Regions from separate parts of the Sus scrofa genome. Here regions 2 and 3 are each linked to region 1. A link is a contact called in public HiChIP or PLAC-seq data. All regions are on one chromosome and are shown on one strand. Each heading gives the region's core, a stretch centred on a gene start, on an enhancer-like site or on the middle of the called end of the contact. The rest is flanking DNA. Distances are from core to core; before and after follow the strand shown.

Evidence for each region. HiChIP or PLAC-seq counts read pairs in DNA pulled down with a chosen protein or histone mark.
Region 2: a contact with region 1 is called in an H3K27ac HiChIP or PLAC-seq map of alveolar macrophages. The contact joins the promoter of MYH9 here to the promoter of LOC106510284 in region 1. A contact is called at or near these places in 1 of 5 promoter capture datasets (fetal skeletal muscle) and 1 of 2 datasets of contacts at active chromatin or transcription factors (alveolar macrophages).
Region 3: an H3K27ac HiChIP or PLAC-seq map of alveolar macrophages shows a contact between it and region 1. The contact joins the enhancer-like site here to the promoter of LOC106510284 in region 1. A contact is called at or near these places in 3 of 5 promoter capture datasets (fetal liver, fetal skeletal muscle and liver), 11 of 47 Hi-C or Micro-C datasets (blood, epiblast stem cells, fetal heart ventricle and 8 more) and 1 of 2 datasets of contacts at active chromatin or transcription factors (alveolar macrophages).

What each region holds. Positions count from the first base shown.
Region 1 is chr5:11,542,060-11,544,908 of Sscrofa11.1, forward strand. It overlaps LOC106510284 (apolipoprotein L3-like), which reads right to left and starts at 1,356. Exons shown (of 8, transcript XR_002343910.1): 1 at 709-1,356; 2 at 475-569. It overlaps LOC100156062 (apolipoprotein L3), which reads left to right and starts at 1,492. Exons shown (of 4, transcript XM_021091541.1): 1 at 1,492-2,050.
Region 2 is chr5:11,364,179-11,367,027 of Sscrofa11.1, forward strand. MYH9 (myosin-9) reads left to right here and starts at 1,425. Exons shown (of 45, transcript XM_021091538.1): 1 at 1,425-1,645.
Region 3 is chr5:11,410,453-11,413,301 of Sscrofa11.1, forward strand. The region is part of intron 3 of MYH9 (myosin-9); the gene reads left to right. Among named protein-coding and RNA genes, the nearest start is that of MYH9, 46 kb to the left of the region's middle. Within about 2 kb of position 1,404, at least 45 of the 83 cell types and tissues checked have an H3K27ac peak or open chromatin away from gene starts, as enhancers often do. A contact at or near this core is called in alveolar macrophages, epiblast stem cells, fetal liver and 6 more, where this site is marked.

The DNA.
Region 1 (2,849 bases), core at 106-2,605:
GAGCTCGACAGCAACCTGTACCGCATCGGCCAGAGCAAGGTCTTCTTCCGGGCGGGCGTGCTGGCCCACCTGGAGGAGGAGCGGGACCTGAAGATCACGGACGTCATCATCGGCTTCCAGGCCTGCTGCAGGGGCTACCTGGCCAGGAAGTGAGTCGGGACGCCCACCCCACCCGAGGCCTCGCCGCTCTCCCGCTGCCAAGGGCGCTTGGGAAATGGTGGCCGCGGTGCCCCGATGCCAGTCAGGTGTCACCCTGGGAGGCCCCCGTGCTTTGCCTGCCCCCCTCTGCTTCCTGTTTTCTGCCTGAGGTTTAAAGTGAGTGAGTGAGAGGGGTGACTGTGCTCCTGCCCCCTCGCTCTTCCTCACTCTGTGACCCATTAGGGATGACACCAGAGCCACTGTCCCCAGAGTGCCCAGTGCTCCAGGGGAGGCTGTCCGTGAGTCAGAGCAGTTCCTGTGGGGTCATGGGCTCACCTGCTGCAGGATGGTGGGCGGAGTAGCTGCACGTTCATCTCCCGAGCCCCTCAGTGTCTGTGCTCAGGGGCTTCCCTTTCGCCCGTGCTCTGAGCCTTGGGGGCAGAGCATGGGGTGGGGTGTTTGAACACGTGGACCTCTGCAGGAAGCACCTGCTGAGGTTTTCTCCCAAACAAAAGCCCCCAAGTTGCTAGAAGAAAGCCCCTGCCTCTCCCCTCCCCTCGGCTTCCTCACCTGCAAAATCGGATCAGAGTCCTAACCTGCATCACGGGGTGACTGTGAGACCGACCAAAGCTGAAGCTGGGGGGAAGAGGCCATAATGGCCCAGGGACATTTCCTGGGATGAAGCAGCCCTGATGGAGATGAGGCTGGCCTCCATGAGGTGGGGGGGTCTAGGCCCCCTGTAGTCCCTTCTCCTTGGGGGCAAATCAGAAAAGTCCAACAGCGGTCCAGCTGCATGGCTTAGAGGCTGTAGGACCTGCTCAGTTTCTTTATGTGTAAAATGGAGCCAGCAGTTCCTGGAGCTGACGGGAGGGTTAAACAGGAAATGTGTGGATGGTGCCAGCTCAGCACCTGGTGCCTGCTCAGCCCTCCGTCCGCCATGGCTCTTTGTTCAGGAACCAAACAGAAAACAGGACTGGCTTTCTGTTTACAGGTTTTCTGGTTGCCAGCACCCTGCCTTTCCTACAAGATTCCTCCACCTGGAGAGAAGATCTGTTGTCAAGTGGAAACAAACCTGGGTAGAAAAGCGCACTCAGCCCTTCTCACAAGCTTCTGCATCCATCCAAATGGCATTGACCGCCAAGGCTGGGCCTCCTCGGGCAGGTCGCTGGGACCTGAAAGTACTGGTGCTGTCCCTGCCATCAGGGAACACGTCTAGAGGGACCTGACCGAAGGAGTGGAGGCCCCTCTCGCAGATTCCATGGCAGCAGAGCGGGGGACAATGGACTCCACAGGGGAGGGTCCGGAGGGCTTCTCAGAGAGGCGATGTCAGCTTTGGGCTTTGGAAGATGAGCATGATTTTTCCAGGTGGTAGGAGCAGGTGTTCCTGGCAGAGAACCAGTGTGGCAAATGCCTAGAACTGGCATGGGCGTGGAATTCAGCAGCCCGAGTATGACCAGTATTCAGTGGGCATCTGAAGTTCAGTGACTTTGCCAAGTGCCGGCATTGAGTGTGGGAGGTGGAGTGGGCAGAGGGGGCTGGGAAGAAGCCCCTGGGGTGAGAAAGTGATTTGCCAAGGGCCTCACAGTCTGTTGGTGGCAGGTCTTCCTTCACAGAGCCCAAGGTAGGATGGGCTGAGCCAAGAAGGCCCTGGAAAATCAGGGCTGGGGTTGTTCTCTAAGGGGTCAGCAGGGAGGGTAGGAATAGCCCAGGGTAGGGCCTGGTGGGCGGGCAGAGTGTTTGTTTGACCTGGGCGACTCAGAAGAGAGAGCTTTCCTTTTCTCTTTCGATTCTTCAGCTCTATCTGGACCCAGAGGGTGTGTCTGGTTATTGCAGAGCCGCACAGCTGGGGACCAGATCCTCACGGTGAGAGGAGCTGCTTCGTGCTCACCCTCAGCCCAAGGAAGACTCCTGGGTAAGCAGGGGAGGGGAGGACCCCGCCCACCTCCCCATCCTCAGGACCACTTTCTGAGAAAAGCGTGGTTGTCACTGATTTACGGAGGAAGGGAAATCAAAGCTCCGAGAGCTCAGGGAATGGAGCCAAGGCCACACATTGAGCAGTGGCAGAGCCTGGATTTGGAGGCAGGCTTGTCTGACTGCTTCCTCCCACCCCTGGGCCCCCAGACAGCACAGAGCTCGGTGTGCCCAGCTCTGGATCTGAACTCCTGAGACGTGAGTGGTGACCCCAGGAGTCTGGTGGATGTCGGGGTGCTCAGCCCTCTGGGAAATTTGGTGGAAGCAGAGGGGGGTGGAGGAGGGTGGGGGTCAGAGCCTCTCCTTCTTTTGGTTTGTTTTTGTTTTTTGTATTTTTTTGTATTTTCCAGGGCCACACCTGTGTCATATGGAGGTTCCTAGGCTAGAGGCCGAATCGGAGCTTCAGCTGCTGGCCTACGCCACAGCCATAGCTATGCCAAATCCTTAACCCACTGAACGAGGCCAGGGATCAAACCCACAATCTCATGGTTCCTAGTTGGATTCGTTAACCACTGAGCCACCACAGGAACTCTGGAGCCTTTCCTCCTTGTGTCCTGGCCTCCTGGAGGCTGCCCCCCAGGTGCAGTGCTGAGGCTGCTTGTGATGGGGATTTCTTTTTTTTTTCTTTTTTCTTTTGGTCTTTTTGTCTTTTTAGGGCCGCACCTGTGGCATATGGAGGTTCCCAGGCTAGGGGTCGAATTGGAGCTGTTGTCGCCGGCCCACACCACAGCCATAGCAAT
Region 2 (2,849 bases), core at 175-2,674, 180 kb before region 1:
CAGAGCCACAGCAACTCGGGATCCGAGCCGCGTCTGCAACCTACACCACAGCTCACAGCAACGCAGGATCGTTAACCCACTGAGCAAGGGCAGGGACCGAACCCGAAACCTCATGGTTCCTAGCCGGATCCGTTAACCACTGAGCCACGACAGGAACTCCTTACTTCTTCTTTTTAAGTCATCTTTTTCTTTTCGGTCATTTTTATTTTGGAGTTATTTACTTATTTATTTTTTAATGGCCGTAGAAGAGTTCTTTACACATCATTGATAATAATTCTTTGTCACAGAGTTGCAAAATCTGTTTTCCAGTTTTCTCTTGACTTTAGATCGCACTTCTTTTGAAGTTCATTTGGAAGAATAGTTTAGTCATGATCGGAAGAACATTCCAAAAAGAAAGAGTAATGAGAAATTTGCCCCTTTAGATATATAATGTATTATGAAGCTACCATCCTTAAAGCATTGTGGAACTGGCACAGGAACACACAGAAAGATCAATGGATACACCTCAGAAATAGATCCAAGAATATATGAGTTCGGTAGGTGGTGATGGTGTGTGGACAGCTGGCTATCACAAAAATTATGTTAGATTTCTTTCCCACTTCAAAATCAGAATGAATTCCAAATGGATTAAAAATGTAAACAATTCTTTTAAAAATTAAAAAATTTAATCCTCTTGTAGGCAGAAACCGAAAAAAAAACAAAGTGTGCTTTGCCTACCTAGGAAAAAAACCTAAGAAAACATTTTGCAAAAATATCTGAAAGGAAGATAGAGGTAAAGAGCAGCACTCCAGGCTGAGGGAACCCGTTTGAGCAACGGTCTGGAGGCTGAAAGACTCCCGGCCCACTCTAAAAAGAGGGTCAGGGATCGAACTCAGGGCTCCCACAACGGATCCAGGGCTGAGTCCATGTCCGCCCCCACAGGCCATCTTAATTGTAAAACAGCACTTTTCCCATATATGGTACTTCATATGTGTTCTGGTAGGATGACATGGGTCACGGAAATCAGCTCGCGGGGCGGGGTGTCAGAATCCCGGACCTTCCCAGCCTCCTCCCGCCCCACCTCGCCCTGGCTCGGGCAGTGCACCAAAATCCCGGCCTGGAGCCCGCTGAGAGTCTCCTCCTCCTGATTGGACTCTCACTGTGTCAATCCGGTTCCTGGAACCTGGATGCTCTTTGGTTCCGCCCTAGGGGGCGGGGCTCGCGCCTAGGAAGCGCGGGGGAAGGTGCAGAAGGCGGAGGTGGGGGCGGATGGGGAGGATGAATCCCACCCCTCTGGCCCCACAGGCTCCTCCCGCCTCCTTCTTACAGGTCCAGGTGCCTGTCCATCTTAACCACAAGCGGGCTGGAGTGGGTGCAACAGCCTGGGGGGCGTGTACGTCCCTCCAGGCTCCGCCCCACAGCCGGCGCTGGGCTCCGAATGGGCGGGCACTGCGAGGGCGGGGCGGGAAGGAGGCGAGGAGCTGAGCAGGGTGCGGTGAGGCGCGCAGATCACCGCGGTTCCTGGGCAGGGCACCGAAGTCTGAGCGAGGCTGACCTGCTGCAGCTCCCGCCTCGCGCGCTCGCCCCACTCCACTGTCGCCTGAGCTCTAGAGAAAGCCCTCTCGGGAGAAGCAGCTTCAGTTCCCTCGGGCAGATCCAGGTTCAGGTGAGCTAGCCCCACCGGCGGGTCCCGCCCGGGCAGGCGGGCGGGGGCGGGGGCGACGGGAAGCGCGGCGTCTGGAGCAAGCCGGCAGACCTGTGGTTCTCGGCCGCCTCGCGGCCAGTGACCGACTTGGGCGGGCACGAACGCTGCGGGGCCCGGCCGGGGCACTGCATCCTTCGCGGAGAGGGTCCGGGACCCTTGCGCGGGCGCTAGGGGACGGCGCCCCTGGAAGCGAGGCCTCGGGAGCAGAGGAAGTCTTCGGGGCCGGGCGCTCCCCGGAAACCCCCAATCCTCTCCACTCTCCCGTCGGCGCACTCCGCCTGCCGGGCACCCGGCAGCCTCGACCTACCCCAGCTGCCGGGGCACGGGCCCCGCCCTCGCCTCGCCCAGTGCCCAAGTTAGGCAAACTTTTTAACCCCTTCCGGGAGCCTCTGTGCCTCGGACCCAGCCGCGTGGGTGAGAGTAGGGAGGGGGGTCTTGGAGCCCGGGCTTCTTTGGAAGTTTCCAGGCGTTTTCGAAACCGAGGTAACGGACAGACAGGGACCGTTTGGCAGCTGTCAGGGCGTCCTACTGACTCAGAATCGGACAATCCTGCAGCAGACATTGAGCTCCGCTCAGTTTCCGCCCTCCGCTACCGACTTCCTTATTTGCCCGTCTGTGATCGGCAGGGGGAGGAGGGGGACCGGGCGAGGTGCGGGTGGGTGCACCGGGAAGAGGGACCTGGCGGGGATCCGGGCTCGAGGAAGGAAAGACTTGCCTTTCCCCCGCTGACCCTCATCCTTTGACTTATCCCCGGGAGAGACAGGCCCGGGAAGGCCCGCAGCCATCTCCGAGGTCCCGGCGCGCACCTGATTCCACCGCACCTGCGGGCCGACCCACCGGGGCGGGGGCGGGGAGAGCTGCTCCCAGCTCCTTCACGACCTGGCCTGGGCTGTTGCATCGTCCCTGTTTGGGCCAGATCCAGGGCTTTCTACTTATCCCCCACCCCCACCCCGTCAATTTCCCTGGGCTGGGTGCTCACCCCTTGCTGTCCTGGGGCCGCGCCCAGGGCAGGACTGCACCCCCCCCTCCCAGCTCTCCCAGAGCCCCGGCGTCTCAAACGGAGACCGAGAACCCCGCTGGACCACGTTGCCGGCTGTGTTGAGTTGGGGGCAGGGTGAGCGCTGGGGTTGTTGTCTGTGGCCCCACCCAGCCGGTGTGGGGAGAA
Region 3 (2,849 bases), core at 154-2,653, 130 kb before region 1:
AGGGGCTTGTTTCAGAGCAGGGCAAAACTGGCCTCAGGGGTCATCAGGACCCTCCACTGTCTACACGCGCATGTGGTTTTGAATCTCCCTCCATCCTGCCAGACCCACGAGGGCTGCCTCAGCAACCCACGTGGAGAAGCTCTTGCTCCTGTCCACGCCCACGGGGAAGGTGGATGAACAGCCAGCATTGGTTTGGGCAGGTTTGCCTGAGTGCTGGGGGTGGAGAGGGGCCTCGCTTGCCCTGTTACACAATGAGGGAGCAGTCTCTTGGGCTTCTTTCTAATTGTCAGGGGTGCTGCTGGGGGAATGCTGCCTCCCGTAACGGGGGGCTTGGGCCTCCTCTGCCAGGTTCGGACAAGGGGCTTTACCTGGGGGAGTGTGTGGGTGGAGGCACAGGGTGGGGCCAGTGGCTTCTGGCGTGGAGAGCTGCTGATGGAGCGTCTGCTCGGTCTGGGCCCACCTTTGTGCCTGGAGAGAACACTGCTGATGACCAGGCCATGTGCTTTCTCCCTGCTGGCTGCCTGCAGGGCAGGCAGGCAGACAGGTCGGCCGCTGTAACACGAGGCCAGCATCCGCCTGTGGCCTCTGCTAGTGGGCAGCATTATTTTGCACCTGCTTTTACTCACCTCTCCGTCTGCTTCCCTGGCACTTGGAACCCTAGCTCGTGAGTTGGGCTGGCTTTGGAGAAAGTAGCAGGCAGCTTGCAAGGCCCATGCAACAATTCATGAGTGGGGACGGCCCTTTCCGTGCAGCGCAGAGGCGAGACGGCTGATGGCACTGAGTGCCCTACCCTGTGTGGACCCCGTGGGGAGGACCTAGGCGTCTAGAGGCCTGAATGTGTGGCCTAGCTTACATGACTTTGACCAAGTCGTTTCTTGGGACTGGGGGTCCTGCGCTCTGGATGCCGGTGATTGGGCCACATGTTTTCTAGAGCCTTCCCAGCTCCCAGATTCTGAGCTCAGACCCACAAGTCTCTCCCATGGGTTCTACACTTGCTGAAGCGCTTTGCATTTTGGCCCGTGGAGACCGTGGTGCCGTCCCCGAGAGGGTTTCGGGAGAGGTGACTCTGCCGTCCAGGCGTCTGTCCCAGCAGTTTGAACGGAGCAGGCGCTGTGCAGCCAGGGGTCTGCTGTGCAGTTTCTGTGAAAGACGGTCCCCTGGGTGGTGGGAAGACTCCAGCCTGTTTGTCCTGGGTTACGCTGTCCCTGTCACCCCACGCAGGCGTGTCGTCCAGCCTGAAAGTGCCCTTTGCTTTCATTTTCTCCTGGCTCACATCCATGACTCGGTCAGTGCTCAGGCAACCTGGGTGACCTGCATGCAGATGGGTCCCATGGGCAGGGCTCTCTTGCAGGTGGCCCCAGAGCAGCCCCGCCGGAAGCCCGCCAGGCCTTCTCCCAGCGAGCTCCCGGTGAGTCAGTCCCGGGCGGCGGTCGTTGGTGAACCAGGCTTGTTCCCTTCCTTCTGTACTTCCTGTCGGGGCTGATGTCACATCGCAGCGGCGGCGTGAGCCTCGTGGCCTTTTATGGACAAGAATCGGCAGCTCCTCTCACAGAGGAAGTGAGCAAGAAGGCCCCTAGTGCCAGCCTCTACCTGGGCCGAAACACCTGCGGTCAGGGCTCCCCTCTGCCCACCTGCGCTGCCGGGGCTTCCAGGCTGACATTGGTTCTGAAAGGCCTGGAGCATTTGGGGCTTAAAATAAAATCAGGGTGGGGGGGTTTGGCCTCAGTGCTGAATATGTAATTTAAAACCTTTCTCATTGTTGATCTGAGGAGGCCCCACAGCGGGAGAGCTGGCAAGGGCTCGGGTCGTTGAGGACAGTTTCTGAGCACCTGCACTGTATGCCTCAGGCTTCAGTTCTCGGGGGGGGGGGGGGGAGCCCCCCGCCCCCTTCCCCAGAGGCCAGGGGGCCAGGCATCCGGAGGGGACCTGCAAAGTGGGGGCCCTGGTACCCAGGGCTCTGGAGCACGTAGCCAGTGGCTTTCTTCTCTCTGCAGCAGCTTAGACACGTGGGCTGCTGGCTGTAAAGTGTGCCCCTTGGAACCTTGGCTCCCCTGCCCTGGCAGCTCTGGTTTTTAATCTCCTGCTGTTCCTGTTGGGGATTCAGGAAGATTTTATCTGAGGAAGGGCTGCTGCTGCTTTTAAAAGAGTTGAAAACCTCTGCAGAGATTTGTAACCCTGTCTTTTTTTTTTTTTTTTTTTTTTTTTTTTGTCTTTTGTCTTTTTTGTTGTTGTTGTTGTTGTTGTTGTTGTTGCTATTTCTTGGGCTGCTCCCGCGGCATATGGAGGTTCCCAGGCTAGGGGTTGAATCGGAGCTATAGCCACCAGCCTACACCAGAGCCACAGCAACGCGGGATCCGAGCCGCGTCTGCAACCTACACCACAGCTCACGGCAACGCCAGATCGTTAACCCACTGAGCAAGGCCAGGGATCGAACCCGCAACCTCATGGTTCCTAGTCGGATTCGTTAACCACTGCGCCACGACGGGAACTCCTGTAACCCTGTCTTTTCTTGTAACCCTGTCTCGTTCGCCATCCCGGCTGCGTCAGGACCAGGGCAGGAGGGAGGAGTCAGGTGGGGCGCCTGTTCCCCAGAGCAGGGTGGTCTCTGGTGGACGCACGCCCTTGCTTCTGGGCTGTTGGGTTCCTGTCGGCCTGTCTGTCTCCTCCAGTTTGGAGGAAGAAAGGGTATGTGCAAATAAGCCTTCAGTCCATCTAGGTCCAAATCAGGACTCAGGCAAACAGTGGAGTGGCCTGGACTCTCGAGGGTCCCTGTCCTGTGAGCACCGTGAGGGAAGGGCTTCTGGAGGGAGTGTTTGGGAGGGTCCCGCTGGGATGCACCAGGGCTATGA